2 separate regions of the Urocitellus parryii genome follow, and region 1 is linked to region 2. Evidence: chromatin contacts called from public Hi-C data. All regions are on one chromosome and are shown on one strand. Each heading gives the region's core, a stretch centred on a gene start, on an enhancer-like site or on the middle of the called end of the contact. The rest is flanking DNA. Distances are from core to core; before and after follow the strand shown. Region 1 holds the start of Sft2d3 (SFT2 domain containing 3). Region 2 holds the start of Iws1 (interacts with SUPT6H, CTD assembly factor 1).

Region 1 (7,132 bases), core at 1,088-3,587, 150 kb before region 2:
ATTTAAAGTGTTGCTCTTCAAGTAATTCTGATGTGCCAGTTAAGTGTAAGAACCATTGGCACAGAACTTTTAAATTCTAAATATATTTTACTAGTTTATAGTTAATGGTAAAACCTGTAGTTTTTCTGGACCCCTGCTTTCTGGCAATAAATTTAGTAGGAAAAAGTAACCACTGAACCTAAGACAAAGTATATATGAAAAGCATTTTACACTGTGTTAGGACCATCATGGAAATTGTAAACTACAGGCTAGGATTATAGCTCAGAGGTCCAGCACTTGCCTAGCACATGTGAGGCACTGGTTTCTATCCTCAGCACCACATAAAAATAAATAAAAGTACTGTGTACATCTACAACTTAAAGGAAAAGACAAATAAACTGTAAACTGCTTTAAAAATGAAATACAATTAGAAGTGATAGTCTGCAGAAATCCATAATTTCCAACAAATATGGGAATTCTAAAAGTAGAATTACCTTCCTGTTCCCAGGATTTGCTAGCCCAGTTCTGCACTGAGACCTCTCCAAGGTTTACCAGCATCTTCCTGGATACCAGGCAACTTGGGGCAGAAAATGTCTCTTTTTTTCCCCTACTTTCATATCTAATTCAGGACGAATTTTCCTTTAATGTTACATAAGGCAACAAATTTACAATTTCTCTTAAAACAGTTCACCTCGGTTTTTTCCTTAACTAATTACTTTTTTAAATCCAGTGGTTAAATGTAATGCTTAGATTACATTAGATTACTCTTCTGAGATTCATTTACACTGAAGACTGAGGGAAAATAATTTCCAAGTCTTAGGTACAGCCACCCCCCCCCCAAAAAAAAGCTATTGTAGCTCAACATCTACCACTGGATTTAAAAAAAAAATGACAAAATAAAAAGTTAAGCCTGAGAAAAACCACAAAAACAACTAATGCAAAGAGCCATTCCGTTTTTACTCAGCTCAATCTAAAATCACAGTGCAAAAAGAACTTCTAAGAGCAGCTTCACAGCACCAATTCCACGACAAAACTTCCTTTTCAGAGCACATGCTACTCAGGATAGCACGAAACGGTGAGATCAGGACCACCGGAAACCGCTGGTGTCGCAGCTTGAAACAGCTGCTAAAGGTTTACACTCGCCAGCACCGTCTGGACGACGCCTTCGCCCTAAGCGGCAGGTGTCATTAGGACGTTCTGCGGTGGTAGAGTCCGGGAGTGGACGGGTGCAGTCTTTGGCTCGGCAGGCGCCGGGTTCTGGGAAGGTTCTGCGTCGTTCCCTGACGGCGCAGGTCCAGGACTCACACCGGCAGCGCATTAGCTAGGCCTGCGCGGCGGCCCAAGCGACCGAGCGCCAGGCGCAGCGCGGTGCCACCGCCCCACGGCAGCAGGCTAGCCAACCAGGCCAGTAGGGCGGCCACCTGCGCGCAGGCGCCCAGCGCAGTGAGCGGCGTACTGCGCAGACCCATTGCCGCGTACAGAGTGGCTCCCAGCGCGGCCGCGTAGACCAGCGCGGGCCTCGACGGCGTCTCCTCGCAGCGTAGCAGACGTCCGCACGCCGCCCCGCCTCGCAGTATCGCGCCGCCTGCGAGAGCCAGCACCGAGCCCAACGACCAGAGCAGCGCGAATTTGCGCGCGCGCAGCAGCAGCACTGGCGCGTAGAGTGCCGCCAGACAGAAGCAGAGCGCGGCCAGTAGCAGACAGGCTCCACCCGCAGCCAGCTGCTGGCCGCGCGTCACGCTCGGCAGGCACGCCTGGCTCGCCGCCGCCGGCTCCGTGTGACTTCGCGGCCACGTCCACCGCAGGCCAGCGCGGCCAAGCCACGCTCCCGTCGGTCCGACCCCTGCCGCAGGCTCTTCAGCAGTCTCCGAAGCGAGTAGCTGCTCCGCTTCCGCCGGCCTGCCCGCTTTGCTCTGCGACAGGTAGTCCTGCAGCTGGCGGTGGAGGTCTGCCATCTCCGACGGGACGGCGACGGAGAGGAGCGCTGTCACGCGCTTCCTGCTTTCCTCGTTTGCGGCAGCAGTGGCTTGGCCAGATGGCGGCGGTTGGTGGACTCTGCGGAAGGGGCGGGGCCTGTAGCGCGCGTGGCCGGTGGCGCGCGTGGCCGTGCAGGGCAGTCTCTGTGCAGACTGGAGCAGTCTCGAGGTCTGGTCTGCTGGCCCGCCCCGCACCTCTTGCCAGTCGTTCTCTCAGTGCCTGAACCGGTTCTTTGGATTGTAGCCGCTGGACGAGTCCTGGCAGCATTAAATGTTGGGGTGTGTGGCACACAAGGTACCCTTCTGGAAATACTGTCCAGACTGTCAATGGCTACATGGGCTGCTATACTGTGGTATGGAGGGATCTCGTTTCTTACTGCAGCACGCACATCTAGTTATCTCAAAATAAAGTTTTAAAAACGTTTAGACCCACAGAACTAATTTGGTTTCTTTGGGAACCAGGTCACAGTTGATAAATGAACGGTTAACACCCACCTCGACCTTGCTTGTCTTCTGGTCTTGGTTTGGGCCAGAGGCCTGGCAAGATCCTCGACCTCTCTACATCCCATGTGCAAGATGTGGTGGTTCCTCTGCCTCATACCTGGTTTGGGTCTTCAGTGCCTCAGCCCCATCTCCTGACTGATCGCTTGCTTGGTCAGTCCCCTGTGTTCTGCAACTTTTCTCATAACATCTTGGAGTGTTCCTTACACCCAGGCCACACCCTCCGGCCTCCTAGGCCTGCTGCTTTTTGATACCTTCTGCTACTTCTTTTAAACTTAGGTGTACTTTCTGAAAGCAAATACAAAAAGAAAAAGGGATGCAGAACTCAACAGATCGTCGATGCTCTATTAAGCAATGGAGGAGCACATTTTCTCTTTTTTTAAATATTTATTTTTTAGTTTTTTTAGGTGGACATAATATCTTTATTTTGTTTTTATGTGGTGCTGAGAATCGAACCCAGTGTCCCTTGCATGCTAGGCAAGTGCGCTACCACTTGAGCCACATCCCCAGCCCCAGAGGGGCACATTTTTCAAGGGGAAAATGGAGATGGGATACAACAGGGCGCTGAGTAAATTTTATAGGGTTTCGCAGGGCCAGGTCACAGGAAGAATTTTGTCTATTCATAAAGTGGTGGACTCATTTAGGACAGGGCGAGTAGGGAGAAGTAGGTAAGGGAAGTTCCCTGGGACCTGTTCTTTTACTGGGGACAGCAAGTTCAGCTATAGGTGGGGTCCACCTACGAGTCCCTTCAGAGCTTGCCCCATTTGCCTTTCCTGCATTCCCTCTGGCTGAGGCCTGAACTTCTAGTGTATTCTACCGCATTGACAAAAGCTCCAGTTCATCACAGACATCACCCCACACACCTGGCAGGAGGGTACTTAGGGGAACAGTTGTAGGTAAAGAAAATTCCCTGGGGTCTATTTTTCCATAGCCCTCACTTTCTGTGTTCACTATTTCCAAGTTGCAATAGTCTTTGTTCACAGCTTTGCCAGCTCCTTGAGGACAGGGTCTGTTGTCATTGTTCGTTTCCTAGGACCTGACAAGTGTGCTAGGAAACAACTGTCAATTTTAGTGCAGTAAATGCCTGAAAGACTTTGAAGATGCTTCCTGAATCCATTGATTGGAAAACCCAACCTAATTTGTAGACGTTTTAAATGACTGTTGTAAATTTGTGATATGATGCCTGGAGGTCCCCTGCTTTCCCACTCCAGGAGTCCCCAGGGTGGGCCATACTTGTGTGTTTCCCGAATTTTCTAAGGTAGTAGACTGTGTAACTTCAGAGTAATTAATTCTGTTTGTCTCAGGACAAATGTGCAGAACAGGTAAGTTATCCAGTAGTTTTTTCTTTTGTAGATCTTTGGCTTATTTGCTCCCCAAGACCATTCTTTTCCTGCCCTCTCTGTATTGAGCTGGTGGGGAAGGAGAAGGAGAGAGAACTATTTTTTGCCCACCTCGGGACCAACAGCATGCTGAATACAGGCTGTACCACTGAGCTACATCCCCAGCTCATTTTAATTGTGTTTTGCTCAAAATATGTATTATCAGCGAGGTATATTTTGAGGTGACATGTTCTAGTTACCTACAAGGGCATTTTGGGCTGTTGCTATGTCCAAAGCTCTTGGCATTTAGTTGCAGAGTCCTGGGCACAGCATCGGGAACTGGTGAAGCTCGCACACTTGGGTGGAGCAAGCGCTAATTCCCCACAAGGGGCGCTGGAGAGCAGCCCAACCAGCCGGCTCTGCTTGCCCTCCGGCACTACTTTAATCCCGGCTCTCTCCCTGCGAGGTCTCCTTAAACTTCCTGGAAACTGAGGAAACAGACCACCTCGAACAGGAGTGTTGGATGCCTAGCCGAGGGCTCATCCCAGTTTTTTCTCTCTATTCGCTGAGGCTTTCTAGTGTCTTGCCTAATTAGGAATCCCTGAGCCATTGTCTGGGGTCCTCGGCCGACCTCGAGCACCATCTCCCGCCTCGGAGGCACCCTGCGCCCGGGTCGGTCTATTTCAAAGAAAAGGACAATGCCAAGCTGAGCACTGCGGACTGGCCTCTTGCACCGGCTGCTTACTTCTGTGTTTCAAAAAACAGAAGGGGACCTCGCGGCTGCAGGTCTACTAGATAGCAGCCCAGCTAGGGCTCACAGCCACTGGGGGCGGGCTTTGTGGGTAATGATTTAACTGCGCTTCTTTCCGAGCTCCGGTGGAGGGGTCCCCAAGCGCATTATCGGTCCCAGGCAGGAAATGCCTTCACTTGCACTGAGATTTCTCTGAGCGCCCAGGATGCAGGTGGGACCAGGAGCGCTCTCCTCCAAGAGGTCATGGCTGCATGGTCATCTGGCCCGCCAGGCCCAGGCCACAGGGGTTGGGGAAGCTTCCTGAGGGGCAAGAGGAGTGCCCTGCTTGACCCAAGCCTGCCAGACGGGCTGCTCAGCCAGTGCTGCACAAACCCCAGCTTTCCCACTCCAAGAGTCCCAGGGTGGCCCATGCTTGTGTGTTTCTCGAATTTTCTAAGGTAATAGATTTTGTGTGTGTAACTTCAGAGTGATTAATTCCATTTGTCTCAGCAGTTTGCTGTGTAATCCCCGCGACTCCAGTTGAGGCAGGAGGACTACAAGATCTTACTAGATCTCTTCTGGCGTACTAGCTACAATCGCTCTGACCTCAATATTGTACAATTAATGGTTATGTGAAATCCTGGAGTTTTCTGTGATCTAAGTGGAAACAGAAAGTAGATATAGTTTGTTTTCTTGATTGACAATATTATTAAAAATTTCCCCCAAAACTTCATTTTAAATTTTTATCTAAAACTTAACTGTTTTAGAGTTTAACATCTTATATCAAAGTTAAAAAATATATTTAGAATATTTTGCCTTATACCTAAAACTCATAACAATTTTATACACTGTTTCCATAAACAAGTGAATCATTTTAAAAATGACTTCCTTTTGCCTGACCATTCCAAAAGTTAAAACTCCTACTGTGTATTTGTGTTGTTATAGGCATACCAGTTATTGTCATAAATTCTCCTCATGTTAATGGGGAATAATTGGAAACGGTTGGTTATTATAAAGGACTTACCTGGAAGGTCATATGTGAGAATGATGTTTTTTTTTTTTTTTTCCAGTGCTGGGGATGGAACCTAGGGCCTCAAGCCTGCCAGTCAAGTACTCCACTACTGAAATACACTCCCCGTCTGACAATGCTGCTCATTTAATCAGATATAACTAGATCCTTTTAAGGAGCTGAGATTGACTTTATGGAGCTAGTGTTTACAAAGCCCTTTTGGGAAAACCAGCCTGGTATCTGGCTTACATCATTCCCACAATTTTGGAATTGTAATGAAGATGACTTTCTGGAAGGCCAGGGACCTGAGAATATTCTGGGAAACTGAAGAAGAGAGGAGTTTTTCCAGAGCTAAGAGTACCTCACCAGATCTGGTGGCAAGTTCCTAGCTTCTGGCCTTAAGTGGTTACTGAAAGCCCAGTCCAATTTTTTTTTTTTTTAATACAAGGATTGAAACCAAGAGCATTTAACCACATCCATATCCCCAGCCCTTCTTATTTATTTATTTTGAGACAGGGTCTCACAAAGTTACTTAGGTCCTTGCTAAGTTACTGAGGCCGGCCTTGAACTTGAAGATCCTCCTGCCCCTGAGTTGCCAATTTGATATCTTTAGGTAAACTTCCTACCAAACAAACTTTGAAGAGGCACACGCATGTGAAGTGGGGGGAGAAATGGAAGATAGAATCAACAGCTTCATGTTATCCAGACTGGCCTACTGCTTGTGACCCTTCTGCCTCAGACTCCCAAGTATCTGGGGTTATAGGCATGCCCCACCACATGATGCCCATCTGGTAAATGTTCTACCTATGAAAATAACTAGACTAAGTCTAATCAGAACAGTTTTATTTTGTGGACCAGAATAAGAAGAATAATCTGAAGGGCCCCATGGTGCAGACCTATAATCCCAGTGACAAGAGAGGCTGAGGCAGGAGAATCACAAATTCAATCCCTGGTACCAAAATCATCATCATCATCATCATCATCATCTTTCTTTGAGATAATTTTTTATCAAAATGGGGAGAGTGAAAGGAAAATATTGTTTTAATGGAAAACGGTGCATGTAATTCATAGCGCATTATGGAAGGTTATTGAATTTCATTGTCTTTGAGCTACTTTGCATATGTTTGTAAATTGCAGGTAACTGATGGCTATGCAAACTCTGTTTTGTCTGGCGGAGATTTAATTGACTCTACTGCCAACTCCACAGATGGAAGAATATAGTCACACTTATAGTTATCCTTTGTTAGAAAAAGCCTTTGCTTCCCTGAGTACACAGCCCTCATTACTCATATAAACTAGCAGCATAAGGTTGATTTACCCCAAACTTACCTAATCTGTATCATTGCCATTCAAGACTGATTTGGATCAACAGATTACCAGCTACCAGGTTTCCTCCATCATTTCCTCCCAAAGATAAAAGGGCAAGTGGTTCATTTCCTTTTACAAAAGAATTAAGATGATTTTCAGGATCGTAATCCACCATCTTCTTAGTTATGGCTTGAATCTGGACTGTCCTCCTCAAACACTCACGTGTTGAAAGTATGCTCCTCAATGCAGTAAGGTTCAGAGGTGGGGTTTAGACAATGATTGGATTGTGAGGATTCTGACCTCATCCAGC
Region 2 (7,327 bases), core at 267-2,766:
CCTTTTCAAGCCTGGAACTGGGTGCTGCCAGCATACTCTGACTGGCTATCAAAGGGGTCATAACTCTCTAGTAGTAAGAAAAGGCCCCATTCTACAAGTCTACATCTTCTGAAGGATCTTTGCTCATACCCACCATGGACCCTCCTCCAATCAAGAGGCAAAGTGCTCTTACTGGGCTAAGACAAAAATAAACAAGATAATGGACTTTACTCAGGTTATTGCTATAAGGGGAAACCCCAGATATGTATGGTCTTGGTCGGGTGTAAAAGGAAAGCAAGGAACCGGGCAAGCAAGAAATAAAAGATGGAGATCAGGCAGAGATACACACAACAGTTTATTTGTCAGAGCTGACAAAGGCACATCTGTCCATAGACGGAGAGAGGCAATACTGGCTTGGGTTCCGGGACTTTTATGGGGCAGGCTCAGGGATTAGAGCTGGATGGGTCCTAATGCAGAGTGGGGGTGGTATGAGGGAGTGGTGAGCCTTTTGCAAAAAAGGGCTTGGGTGGGAAAGCGAAACTTTTCTTAAAATGATGGATGTCACTTAAGATGGCCCATCCAGATGCTAAGCAAGGACCTTACAGGATGGTTTTGCCTTAGACAGTTTTAGTTCGGTGATGAGGGATGGGAGGATGATGGAATAGCTGGGATTATTTAGTTATAGGGAAAAGTTTGTTGGTAGGATGAACAGAAAACGTTTTGTGTAGCTAGTTTCAGGGTACAGAGTTCAAATCTCAGCTAATCAGTCTTGAGACCATGAACAGGAACTTAGAGGGTCTGTCTGTCCCTGGCCATATAGGGCTTGTCACAGGTGAACAGGGGATCATCTGTAGGTCTTTATTTAACTAAGTCATATGGAGAAGGGTGGTTCGTTACAATGAGCTGTTTCAGGAACAAACAGGTGAAGAGGACATTTCTTAACCATCCTGTTTTCAGGAGCACAGAGCTTAGGTGCAACATGACCCTCCTCAGGTTTCATCAAGTGATCTTTCTGCAGGCAAAGATCTGTACTTCTTATTGTTGATCAAATGGGTCCTTAAGGTGGAAATTAAATAGTTATTTTATAAAGAAAGGAAGTAAAAATGCCTCGAAGGAGGTCTTGGTCACTTCAGTTAGTAATGCATCAACACTGCCTAGACTTGGAACTACAAGTCCCAGAGAACAGTGCGCCATCCCTTCGACACACCGAGGGCGGGAGTCTTTCGCCTAGCTGCAGGACTGAGAGTTATCTGGCCTAAAGATACAAAATGTAATTTTCGGAGCCTCCATTTTTCTCAAGAGTAATTCTGATGTTCCTCCAAGAAGGGGCCGACACACTCAAGAGAGAAAGCTCGCTCCCACGCAGGACAAACCAGACTCCTCCGGAGGGGCGTATTTAACTAAAGCTCCCGCTCATTTTTCCCAGTAGTCTCCTTTCCGGCGGTGCGTTGCGTCATTACTATTACGTCTTCTCATTGGCCGGTTTGACGCATGATAGCGCCTGCGCACTGCATTCCTTTGAGGGTCGTGGGCAGACGCCATTTTGGTCTCAGAGGTGCTTCTGGGAAGTAGAGGGCCGACTCGCACGCTTGCTGGCTTTCCCGGTACGGCCTTTTCTGCTGGGGCTACCAGGTCGAAGCGTTCGTCTCTGCTGTTGCGGTTTTCATATTCTCCGAGCTCTCCGGTTAGGCCGGAGCCTCAGCACCGGGTCGCACCATCGGAGGTCACACCACCAGGAAGGAGGTGACGGGGGCGGCGCGGGGCGCGGACACTCCCCGCTGAGAGCCCGCCTGCCATGGACTCGGAATATTACAGTGGCGACCAGTCAGGTGGGTTCGGGTTGGGGACCGAGCGATTCCTCGGCGGCCTTGGCCTCGCGCTCTCGCGGGAGCCGGGAGAAAAACCCCGGAGACGAGCCTGCGGATCAGCGAGCTGCCGGCCCAAGTTAGAACCTTGGAGAAAGGGGATCTTTGAGGGAAAGACGTCTTCCGAATAGGTGAAGGTTTTTGCTGAAATCGGGAAGTCACTACCTATATCAAGCACCTGCTGTGTGCACAGTGTTGGGAAAGAAGAGGCTTTTCCTGTTAAGGATCTTTCAGAAGTTACGGGATTTTGAGAACCCAAGGAAGTTCAGTAGGAGGCTGGGGACCCTTCCTAGACTTTTCGTTCCAAGTTAGGGCTCATTTAATTCGCCTGCCACACTGGCTTCCCAGGACCTTTGTCTGAGTTGTAAGGAGTGCTTCTCTGGCTGTTATTTGACTTTTTGCCTTTCCTTTACCTTAAGAGCTTTCCTTTTTCCTCACCCAAGTTTGGTCTGCTGTCTTTCTTATTCATGTACACTTATCCCCGTTGGGCAAGCCCTGGCACCCAGGATGTAAAGTTGAGTAAGGTAGGACCTAGTGGGGTCCTTTGCCATTTGTACATTCTGTATCAAAAGTGCTTAGTTGTTAGGACTTAAAGCTCTCTCCTGTTTTGGTTTCCTTTTAATTCCTTACTTGTGACAGCAAATAACAGAGATTGTAAGTGCTTTTCAGGCATGCACTTCTGTTTTGGTTAAAACGTTTTCTGATGTTTTCAAAAGAGTTTCAATTCATTTGTGTTTTAAAGTTGCTTTTTAAAAAAAGGCAGCTGTATGTATTATAGTAGGTAGGTTGTGTTTAAAGAGGTAACAAGTTGAGGTAGTAGATAGCAGTTCCCTGACACCCCCTCCTCCTAATTTCTAAACTTTTAGTATTTACCTCTCTTCCTAACTTATGCTGTCTCTTCTTGCATCATTTTTAGTCGTTCTGTAATGCTTTCCTATTATGCCAGGACAGTATTTTAACCTTTTAACGCCCTCTTCTCATCTGTCCTCCCACTGATGCTGTGTAATTGTTAAACTTCAAAACTATTCTTTTTTTTTCCCAAAAAAACTATTCTTTTTTTTTCCAAAAAAACTATTCTTTTTATTGTGACTTCTTAACTTTACTCTAGCTAAGTACAGTAGCTCATTTATATGAGAGTGATTTCATCACTTTTTGGATTTTTAAAATATTGCTTAAAGTTAGGTACCAATTCATAATTATGGTTGATTTTTTTTTAATATTGTAATATATGCTTTAATGAGTTTTGACTATTTCTGGACTGGAGTTCCTTGTGCTTTTCATTCATAAACAGATACTTTATATCATGTACCAGGCAGTATTCTGGGTTCCAGGGATTCAGCAGTGAACTGAAAGCAGAATAACTTGAAAAAAATCGCATAGTACATTAGAAGTTGGTGGTAAGTGCTCTGGAGAGAAAGAGAGTTTTTAACATAAATTTGAAATAAATAGCACTTTACTTACAAGTTACTGACGTGGTATTTAATGATGGTTTTTAAGCATTACATTCCTTTTATGGAGTATTTTTGCTGCCACATGCGCCATATGTTAATGATGTTGGTATTTGTATGACTATTGTATTGCTTTGCTCAAAATATTACCATCATTAGTTTTGCTTTGTCCGTAGTAACTTTTGTTTTGGATAGTCTTAAATCATTGTGTTTGTTTCAGCTACAGGTGTCATCCATGTTAACTGTAAGTGGATTTTTGTTTTATTTTTAAGCAGATGATGGTGGTGCTACCCCAGTGCAGGATGAACGGGATTCTGGATCTGATGGTGAGGATGATGTAAATGAGCAACACTCTGGATCAGATACTGGAAGCATAGAACGGCATTCAGAGGTATTGGCTAAATATCTTTGGGGAAGATTTTTCCTTATACTTTTGTGAGACCTGTTTTTAAGTTTAGAAATTGTAGAGACCCTGCCATAGGACTTGGGGTTTAATCTCTGAGAGTAAAGTATGAAGTAATAGAAAACTGCTTTAAAAATAAATAGGGATGGTCTGGTTACTGATGTAATAACAGGGAAATAAGTTCTGACTGTGTTGAATTTCAAGTATTTAGGCAGTTTTAACTAAGTATATGAAATCAGATAATGAGCCAGGCCTTTGATATTTCACTTGGCTTCCCTAATCCTCAGATATCATCTTGAAGGGGCTATGAGCATTTGCAGCCTGAAAAAAAGTTGAAATAAAAAGTTAGGAAATGTTCACTTAATAAAACTTGTATCAGGAATTGGCCTTCTTGTTTTGAATTGTTGAGATTCATATGATTAAAAAAAAAAAACAAGTGTAGTTTTAAAAGCTACTTTTGTAATAATATAGTATTGGATTCTCTATACATTTTAATATTCGTTCTAATACATAAATATTTTTAAAACAACTTAATGTGCCTCCTTGGTTATATAGTCTGTCTTATACAGTGTTAACAAAATAAATTTGGGACATTTTTCAATGAGTCAGTGTGTCTTAGACATAAACAAATAGGAATGATAAAAATGGAGAGATGTTTTTCACTAATTTGCTGAGGCTGGCTTTGAACTTGCCATCCTCCTGCCTCAGTTTGACAGGTGGCTGGGATTACAGGCATGTACCACCATGCTCCAAAACTCTTCTCAGTCACTCCATCATTCTTAATTTTGTATTTTTTGTTTTGTTTGTTTGCAGTGCTGGGGATTGAACCTAGGAACTTGTGCATGCTAGGAAAACACTCTACCACTTAGCCCCACATCTCAGCTCCAAGATAAACAGATTTTGTAAGAACTTTTGTGCCATAGATTTGCTTAATTAAACACATAAAAAATTACCAATTTTACATACTAGATGTTCTTGCAAATTGTATTGACCATCATTATAGAGTCATGTCATTTTTTTTTTATTTATATGTTTGTGTCATTAGTATATTCATACATTTCTCATTTATTGAGCACTTTATATATGTGTTAGATGTTTGCTTTTTTTTTCCTTAAGGTGTTTTGGACATATCAGTGACTAAAAGCCAGAATCCTTTTCTTGGATTTATTTTTCAGTGAGAGAAGAAAGACATTAAAACAACGTACTGTTTTTTAAAATTGTAGTTTGCTAGAAGGTGACAAATGTTGTGGATCTGGGGGAAATTAGAATGTAATGAAGGACATCAGTATGGAGGGCAAATTTCTGTGTTAAATTAAGAAATAATGCCAGGTGTGGTGTGCATGCTTATAATCCTAGCTACTCGAGAGGCTGAGGCAGGAGAATCATAAATTCAAAGTGAGCCTGGACAACTTAGCAATATCCTATCTCAGAATAAAATTAAAAAGGAATGAGGATGGAGCTCAGAGGTAGCTCACTAACCTAGCATGTGGGAGGCCCAGCGTTCAACCCCCACCACCACAAAAAAAGAAAAGAAAAGGTGACATTTGAGCCAAGGCAGGAAGGGAGCTGAGGGAATAGCAACACATTTATGTGTCTGAAGGAAAAAACACTCCCATGAAGAACCCCAAAGTGAGAGTGTGCTTAAAGTTTTCAAGGAGCCAATGTGAGTAGTAAGGATGAGTGTAATGTAGGATGAGTGGAGTAGTAAGAGGGAGCTAAATACAGGTATGGGAATGGCTCATCATTTAATTATTTCAATGACACTCTTGTTTTTTTTTTTTTTTTCTTTGTAGGCCCTTAAATATTTAGGCTAAATTCCAGTAAATTAATAGGTAGGGGCTAAGTGATAATGTCAGCATTATTAAAGTACATTTAGAGTGTAGTATTTTAAATTTCCACCTTGGAAACAATGTTAGGAGATTGACCCTGGGTGTCAGCTTTGATTATCTCAGGGCCTCTTGATTTAGTTATAAACATGATAAAGGTTCTTGTTTAGGCATTTGCTGCTACTTCTTGGTAATAATATGGATTCTAAATATATAAATGGATATGTTAAAAATTCGGAAATTATATCAATAAATTTAAAGAAGATTAAAATTAGTATAAGTAATCCCATAAATAGCTATTAACTTTTTGACATTGTATTTCCTATTATCTCTTCACCTAAGATTATGCCTTAAGTATTTACTGATATTGTTAAAGAGCCCCACTAAGTGTAATTTTAATCGTTTCATAGTATTGGTGCGACATTACACTCATCCTTCCATGTCCAGGGGGATTGGTTCCAGGTGTCTTTTCCACCCTGGTGGATACCAAATCCAGAGGATGCCCAGATCCCTTATATAAAATGAAATGAAGACTGGGAGTATAGTCCAGTAGTATATCATGTACTTATTGAACAGACAGCTTGGGCTGGGTCTTCAGTACGTGCATGTGCAAATTTTAAATGGCATGATATTTGCGTATAACCTATACACATCCTCCTATATAAATCATCTCTAGATTATTTATAATACCTAATATAACAAAAATGCTATGTAAATAGTTATGACTCTGTATTGTTAGGGAATATTGACAAGAAAAAAATGGTCTGTTCTAGGCCTAACTGCATACTATACATTTATTTTTTCAAAAAAGAAAAAAACAATTGTTTTTTTTTTTTTTTTTTTTTTTTGAGTACCAGGGATCAAACCCCGGGTATTCAACCATTGAGCCACATCCTCAGCACCCATTTTTTTGAGACAAATTCTTGCCAAGTTGCTTAGAGCCTCACTAAATTGCTGAGGCTGTCTTTGAATTTGTAGTCCTCCTGCCCTAGTGTCCCTAGCTGCCAAGATGATAGGCATGCACCACCATGCCTGCCCATTTCTTCAAATGTTTTCAATTGGTGGTCTGACGTTGGTTGAGTGCTTATTTGGTGAGTCCCTAATTGTTGACATTTAGACGATCAGGACCGTTTCCTTTTTCTAACTGTAACTGGCTACTAAATTCCCTTGTTTCCCCTTGATTGTGCTGTTGTTTTTGAACATGCCCTGGAACATAAATTGCTCTTCAGACTAATACCATCAAATTATGGCTCCTTTAAAGGATTTCTGAGAACAGTATTTGAGAGTATTTTAACCCCAGTGTGTTTCCTCCCAGCTGTCCCTGGTTCTGCAAACTAGATATCCTACAGTTTAGACTGTACCTTGAATCTCAGTCCCAGGTGCCTTCCAACCACAACTTTCCCAAATCATATTGCCAATGAAGTCAGTTTCTTTGGGGAATGATTGGGAGCTATCTAATTTATGATCTGTGTTTTCTCCAGGCAAAATGTGAACCAGGTCTGTAGAGCTCGTCTCACCGACCTCTAGAAACTGACCTGTTTAGTGGGAGGTGGGAGTGAAACAGCAGCTCTTCTCCTAGTGCAGTCTCACAAGCCAGAGCCAGGGTGAGAAGAGCGCTTGTATTCTCAAAGTGCTTCACCCAAGGCGGAACCTTCTTCATTAAAATTAAGTAATGGTGGGGCAGAAAATGAGGTTCTCCACCTCACAGGTGCACTCTACTAGGCCTTATCCTTAGCAGTGGGCATCTAAGAGTCGAATGCCCTGCTTTAGGAAGGAATCCTCTGACTGGGAGAAAGGAGAAGAGAG

What was found. Hi-C and Micro-C count contacts between places; a contact is called where the count stands out from the background.
Region 1: a contact with region 2 is called in a Hi-C map of muscle, with 5 times the contacts expected there. The contact joins the promoter of Sft2d3 here to the promoter of Iws1 in region 2. A contact is called at or near these places in 2 of 2 Hi-C or Micro-C datasets (liver and muscle).

Annotation. Positions count from the first base shown.
Region 1 is chr1:188,764,483-188,771,614 of mUroPar1.hap1, reverse strand. Sft2d3 (SFT2 domain containing 3) reads right to left here and starts at 2,337. Exons shown (of 1, transcript XM_026388826.2): 1 at 1-2,337. The coding sequence starts at 1,934. The coding sequence ends at 1,281.
Region 2 is chr1:188,615,062-188,622,388 of mUroPar1.hap1, reverse strand. It overlaps Iws1 (interacts with SUPT6H, CTD assembly factor 1), which reads left to right and starts at 1,516. Exons shown (of 14, transcript XM_026388738.1): 1 at 1,516-1,808; 2 at 3,568-3,683. The coding sequence starts at 1,775.